2 separate regions of the Mus musculus genome follow, and region 2 is linked to region 1. A link is a contact called in public promoter capture Hi-C data. All regions are on one chromosome and are shown on one strand. The core of a region is the stretch at or near the end of the contact, and the rest is flanking DNA. Distances in the headings are between cores, read along the strand shown. Region 1 holds the start of Eppk1 (epiplakin 1). Region 2 holds the start of Scx (scleraxis).

Region 1 (3,216 bases), core at 548-3,047:
TTGCTCTGAGCATCAGCACAATGTGGGGTGTGGCTGCCCTCCCTACACTGAAGAGGCCTAGGGGTAGAAGGACTGGGCCAGCATGTGTGGTCCTCTTGCTAAGGTGATGAACAGTGCAAGGCACTAGATGAACAGAGTAAGGGAGAGGGCTCAAGATCTGAGACCCACGGAGGCAAAAAGACTTTGCCCTTCAACTTTTCCCGCTCTGAAAACCGATAGTACATCAGGCTACTCTGACGGCAGGAGTTCCTGTGGGAACAGCAAACCCTGGCAGTGTCATGGCTAGGAAGGAGAGGAGCTGCTGACTATGGGAGCACCTGCCACTTGGGCCTGCTGATGGACCTGCAGGGCTGCCGGGCTGCCATGTCTAGCCCCTCCTGCGAGAGGTGAGCCTGCTCACCAGCTGCTCCCACCCCACTCACACTGGCCCTCTACCCTGCTCATGGCTGTTCATCTCTTCTCCAGGATACACACCCTGGAAGGGGTGCTGCTGCTTGTGGGCCACCTTGTAGAGAAGTTGGTCTTGTGCCCCCATAGACTGAGCCAAGCGGAACCCTTGGGGATCAAGGTGGGACCAGTGGCCAGAGGCTCTGGCCTGTACTGTAACTGTGTAGCAATCCAGGGTTAGCCTATTGATACTGGACACATCTGTCCTTGAGCCACACCCTCTGTAAGACCATTTGGAGGTGCTGGAAGGCCTAAAGTGCTGGGCAGAACTTCTAAGAGGCTCTGGGGGATGAGGACGTTGGCTCAAGAGAGGTGGTGAAGTGGTGGGCAATTTTGGCATGGGGTCCTCCAAGTTCCCTAACATTTCCCCCTAATGCATAGGTGGTACAAGCCCACAGCTTGTTAGAGGAGATGCCTCCGGCCCTCACCCCAAAGTACTGGACTCGAGCCCCAAGGGAGATACTGGCTTTGATGAGTCTTGACCAGGAGCCGCCTGGGGATCTGGCGAGTAGAGCTAAGGCTTGCCTCCTGGGGAAGATTCCAAAAGAACTGAGCTGGAGGCCATGGTGGTCAGAGGTCATGGAGAACTGGAGTCTTAGGAAGCCAGAGCATAGCAAGAGGAGCGAGGACAAAAGGGACCAGTGGGAACGGCTGGAACAGGGCCACCAGGTACAGGTAAGGGCAGATAGATCCATAGATCTGGGCACATGAAAAGGACTTGGTCTTACCTCCCAGCAAGGAGCCAACATACACCAGGGTCTTGTAAAGACACTATCTGTATTGACTTGGTCATAAAATAAAGTGGTCTGGGGTGTGCTTTGTACCCGAAGCCACAGGCAGCATTGAAACATTTCCCAGTAGGATCCTGCAGATAGCTTCCTGTCAACTGAGGAGCAGGACAGCGTGGGACAAGGCTGGCCTAGCTATAACTGGGGGAGACGTGGGCCTCTCCACAAGGTCTCCATCACATTCAAGCCAGGGCTCTCCAGTGGCCAGAAACAGCCCAATAGCGTGGTCAGAGCAAGAAACCCAGAAGGGTCAAGTGCATCAGGGGCCAGAGGCAGGCCCAAGGTCCAGGGAGCCTTGGTAAGCAGGTGTGAGTGTGGGCCTGTAACGGTGGGGAGGACAGAGCCCCAGGAACTGCCCCAACCCCTGTATTGAAGGCTTGGTGTCATAACCCCACTCCCCCCACCTCTGGCTCCATAGGCAGCTCGAGGAGCCATGATGGTTCGTGTTGGAGGTGGTTGGGCAGCTTTGGATGAATTTCTGGTCAAAAATGACCCAGTCAGAGGTGAGAGCTGGGGTAGGACAGGACATGTAAGTCATCAGGGTGTGGTGGTGGTGGTGGTGGATGGGCAGGAGAGGTGTGCCATCTGCTTTGGCCTAGCGACATGGGATCTCTGAGCAGCAAAGGGGAGAACCAGCCAGAAGATCCACGAAAGGTTCCTGTGCTGGACTCCTAGTGTGCCAGCCCCTGAGGTCATCACCCTGAGGCTCTGGACCTCCAACCAAATGGGCACTAACAGACCCCTGTCTCTGAAGGTGAGAGCTGGGATGGGCTTCAGAGCTAGGTCCTCCTGATGCTAGGTCCTCCTGATGCTAGGTTCTCCTGATGCTGGGTCCTTCAGATGGACTGAGGAACTTATTTGAGCCCCAGGGGGGTGGGAAATGTCAGGGAGCTGAATGGTGAGATGAAGCCTGGCCACCCCTTGCAGACAGGGCTGCCAATTGTCAAAGACCGCAGAGACTCCAGCTCCTACAAGGTCAAAACCTCAGAGCAGTCCACTGAGGAGCTGTGAAGACTCCAAGATCCAGAAGATAGGGACAGGAAACCGTGGCAGAGCATGCTCAGGGACTGAGCAGGAGCTTGGAGCACACAGAGTGGGGTTGGGTCTCTCACCAGGCTGGCCTCGAACTCAGAAATCTGCCTGCCTCTGCCTCCCAGGTGCTGGGATTAAAGGCGTGCACCGCCACTGTCCCGGCATGTCTCTCACTCTCAGCAATAAAGAGGAGTTTGGGGAACTGAAACTCTCTTTGGTGGGTCTTCATTTCCCTTGCAAACTTCATTCAAAAGCCACAGAGCCCATGTTGCTCTCCACTCCCAACCCAGAGCAGGCCCGCATTCTTTTTCAATGACTTGTAGTAGGGAGGGAGGGAGGGAGGGAGGAAAGGAGGGACTTTGCAACTCAACAGCCTCTCCCAGCTTGAGTTGCTCAGAGGTAGCCCTGCCCCATGCTTTAGTTTGTGTTCACCTGCCCACTCCACCTGTCCTGTGGGGTGCCCAACCTGGCTTTCAGCCCCGCCTACCGCCCTCAATGGGGAAGGGACTTGGGTCAACATAGGGAGGGGCCATGCCGATTTAAATGCTTGTGGCGCGGGGCTCCCGGCGTGGAGGGAGCGGAGAGACAGAGGACCGCGCCAGCCTTGTCACGACAGGTGAGGAAATGAGGGCAGTTTGGAGAACCGAAACTGAAAAGCTGTGGGAACCAGAGGCCAGCGGCCCCAGGCGGACTTAGTGAGGGGCTGCGGGACCGTTCTGGGCCCCATTTACCTGGGTCATCTGAGCTCAGATGGGAGGTGGGAGGCCCCTGAGTCTTGGGATCGTTCGGGAAACTGAGGACCCTGCCAGGCTGCTGTGCGGTCTCGCGAGGGTGTGGGTTGGTTTCTAGCAGATGTGTGGTGTGCTGTTTGGCCCTGCAGGTGCTGTAATCCTTGTCCATCTAGGGTGAGCAGCCATAGGGATATAGCCCTTGGGTGGTATCAAGATCC
Region 2 (3,158 bases), core at 260-2,759, 340 kb before region 1:
CAGTGCATTTTGGGGAGGGGAGTATACTGCTGCAGAGCCGAAACTGTAAAATTAAATTTCCCAGATGTTCAGGCCCCAGGAGCTTGCGCGTGCTGTCTGGAGAGGAAATGGGGATTGGGGAAAGCCGTTGTATTTTTTCCCTGCTCACCCTGCTTTTCCGGTGCCACCAAGTGCGGCCAGAGCAGTAAATCATGGCTGGCCAGCATCTCTCAGTTCAGCCTTCTCCCCTAGCCCCTCTACTGCAGGTCTCAGTAGACCAGGGGAGAGGCAGCAGGTGCCCATAAGCCTTGGGGTGGAGGTGGGCTGCGGGGGCGGAGGGGTAGTGGCACATCAGCCTAGTGGGGGCATCCCTTTGACTGCCTCACTGTTTCACATTGTTCCCCTCTGGATGGAAGCGTATAGATATACTTCTTACTTCTTGAATTCACCTCCTTTCACTTCTCAACTTGATGGGAAACGAGCCTGAAAGTAAGGCCCCTCTGCCCTGCCAGGTTCCTGCTGCCTGCCCTCCCTCCCGGAACTTCTGGGTGGCCCATCTCAGCATTACTTCTTGATCCTGTATTTGCAGGTCCCTATGACCACTACCAATGGGAGTCTGTGTCCCAAGGTATGGCTCCTCTGTGCCCTTCCCTCCTTTGGGCACAGCTTTGTTGGCAGGTGTAGATGCTAGGGAATGCTGCCCCTGCCCTGCACCTCTCTGCCTGGCAGGTGTGGGCTGGTGAGTACATCGGGGCCCCTCGGTGCTCCCAGCCCTGCTCACCAACTTTCTCTGGTTGCTGAGGCAGAAGGTGCAGATCTGTTTGGGCTGGGTGTTCTCGCCGCCGTCTCTGGCCAGTGGTGGTGGCGGCGGCGGCGGTGGCAGTGGGCTGCCCGCACGACCGCTGTGGAAGAAAGCGGGTCCCGAGTGGCATGGTTGCCCGTCGCCACAGGCCTCACCCACCAGCAGCACATTGCCCAGGTGAGAAATGTAGCTGGAGGCCAGGCGCAGCGTCTCAATCTTGGAGAGCTTGCGGTCCGCTGGCTCGGTGGGGATGAGTGTGCGCAGCGCAGTGAAGGCCGTGTTCACGCTGTTGGTGCGGTCCCGCTCGCGCGCATTCGCTGTGTGCCGCTGCCGGGGCTCGCGGCCTGGCCGCCCCCCGGGTCCTGGCCCGCTACCCGCGGCCCTCCGTCCTCCTGCCCGCCGCCGGGCGCCCTGGAGGCCACAGCGCGCAGCATGCACACGGCAGGGTTTCTCGTCGGAGCCCGAGCTCTCGCTTCCGCGGTCCTCATCCTCCGACAGCGGGCTCACCTCAGGGTACAGGTAGCGACCCGGCGGCGGCGCTGAACGCAGCATGGCGAAGGACATGGGCCGGGCAGGGGGCGCGGCGTCAGCTCCACCGTGCGCTGCTCATGCCGCCTCTTTAGGTCCCCACAGGCCGCCGGGCCAGGGGTCTCCGCTGCGCCCCGCGGTGGCGGCTGCCGGGTGAGGCGGGCACATGTGTTCGGACTGGAGTGGGGCCGCCAGCCGAGCAGTGCCTTTATAGCAGTCAGCTCCTCCCCCGCGCCTGGCCTCCGCCTCCCTTTCTGGCCTGGAGGAGTTTACTCAGAGCTCGTGCGTGCACCTTTTCCCTTTTAATAGCCGTGCCTAGAGGGCCCCCGAGCATCTTTCTGGTTGGAGCGTTTCTGGGGTGCTACTAGTGCCCCAAGACAATGGTGCCCATCCCACCCATTCTACAGGGCAGAAGAGAATAAATCAAGAATCAAGAGGCTTTCTCTCCTGGCATGCCTAAGTTCACCCAGCTGCCCTGGCCCTGAGTGCCTGGCCACACCCTGTCTGACTCTCCTTCCATGTGCACTTGGGTCTTTTGTGCCAGGCCGTGTGTGTGTGTGTGTGTGTGTGTGTGTGTGTGTGTGTGTGTGTGTGTATGTGAGAGAGAGAGAGAGAGAGAGAGAGTGTGTGTGTGTGTGCACTCATGGGGGTGACTCCAGCAGTAGCAGTCTAGAAATGGGTGTGTGTGGTTGGCATGACTTGACTCCATGGCCTGTGCCTTGTGCCAGATCTTACCCCTTTGACCCATCCTGCTTGGGGGCCCCACCCCCATCCTTGCTGTATGCTTCATGGGGCTTCTCAAAGCCAGTGCACACGTGGATAAGAGCTAAGATCGGCACCTCTCCATCCCTCCAGTTCGGAAGTGGCCCTCAAGGTGGAGAGCGTACAGCAAGAGCATGGGGCATTTCTGGGCTGGTGTGGACAGGTGCAGTGGGACGAGGCCCAAGGGGTCTTGCTGAGGGGCTGCTGGCACTCATCTGTGCTAGTTATGTCTGGGCCCCTCCTCCCTGTGGCTACTGTTGCAGGAAGTGGCCGCCTGGGCAGCAGTCCCCAGGCTGGGAGGAGTGAGGGTGGTGGTGGCTGGCAGGGGCTGAAACCAGGAATGTGTGTCCAGGAATGTGGCTGCTCTGCCCACTGAAATGGGAGGGGGAGGATCAGTGGTGCTGGAAGGGGGTCCTTGACCACCTGCCGAGCAGAACAGGTTTGTCTCCCTGAGGTTGGGGTGGGGTCTTCCCATGGTTCCTGCCTTGTAAACTACCCACTTGTACCTAAGGCTTTTGCCAGGGGAGGGAGCCCATAGGCGATGAGGTCATCCCTGTCTGTGGCTGCCCAGAGCCTTGGCCAAGGAATCCAGTGAGGGGGGAGGCTAGGGTTGGCATCACTTCAGTGGAAAATGTGAAGGTAAAGCTCAGGCGCCTCCGAGGGCTTGGGGGAGGGGCATAGCACCCCTGCCGCGCCACGTCAGACATCGGGGCCAAGGCTAGGGCGGATTTTGGGTCACTTGGCTTCTGGGCACTTGAGGCTGATCTTGAGTGGCTCTTCTGCCCTTGGGTGGTTTGAAGAGGATCAAGCATGGCAGGGACAGGTGCTGACGTGGTGACTATGCTACAGGACATTCGGAACACTGTGGGCAATGTGCCCCTGGCATGGTACGATGAATTCCCACATGTGGGTTATGACCTGGATGGCAAACGTATCTACAAGCCCCTGCGGACACGAGATGAGCTCGACCAGTTTCTGGACAAAATGGATGACCCAGATTTCTGGTGAGTTGGACCTTGGGTCGGGACCTGTGGTCCCTCAAGCCTGGAGTATGGCCCTGACTGGCTTTCCCTCAGGCGCACTGTGC

Evidence for each region. Capture Hi-C pulls out chosen DNA fragments and counts their contacts.
Region 2: a promoter capture Hi-C map of liver shows a contact between it and region 1. The contact joins the promoter of Scx here to the promoter of Eppk1 in region 1. A contact is called at or near these places in 1 of 115 datasets of contacts at active chromatin or transcription factors (pancreatic cancer cells) and 4 of 9 other capture datasets (adipose tissue, liver, macrophages and 1 more).

Annotation. Positions count from the first base shown.
Region 1 is chr15:76,118,776-76,121,991 of GRCm38.p6, reverse strand. Eppk1 (epiplakin 1) reads left to right here and starts at 1,797. Exons shown (of 3, transcript NM_144848.2): 1 at 1,797-2,883. BC024139 (cDNA sequence BC024139) reads left to right here. Exons shown (of 16, transcript NM_001142968.1): 10 at 244-386; 11 at 466-568; 12 at 829-1,122; 13 at 1,309-1,533; 14 at 1,654-1,738; 15 at 1,856-1,989; 16 at 2,163-2,475. The coding sequence ends at 2,246. It overlaps Gm52196 (a long non-coding RNA gene), which reads right to left. Exons shown (of 3, transcript XR_003951574.1): 3 at 2,844-3,215.
Region 2 is chr15:76,455,789-76,458,946 of GRCm38.p6, reverse strand. Scx (scleraxis) reads right to left here and starts at 1,509. Exons shown (of 2, transcript NM_198885.3): 1 at 761-1,509. The coding sequence starts at 1,345. It overlaps Bop1 (block of proliferation 1), which reads left to right. Exons shown (of 16, transcript NM_013481.2): 4 at 2,921-3,075; 5 at 3,148-3,158.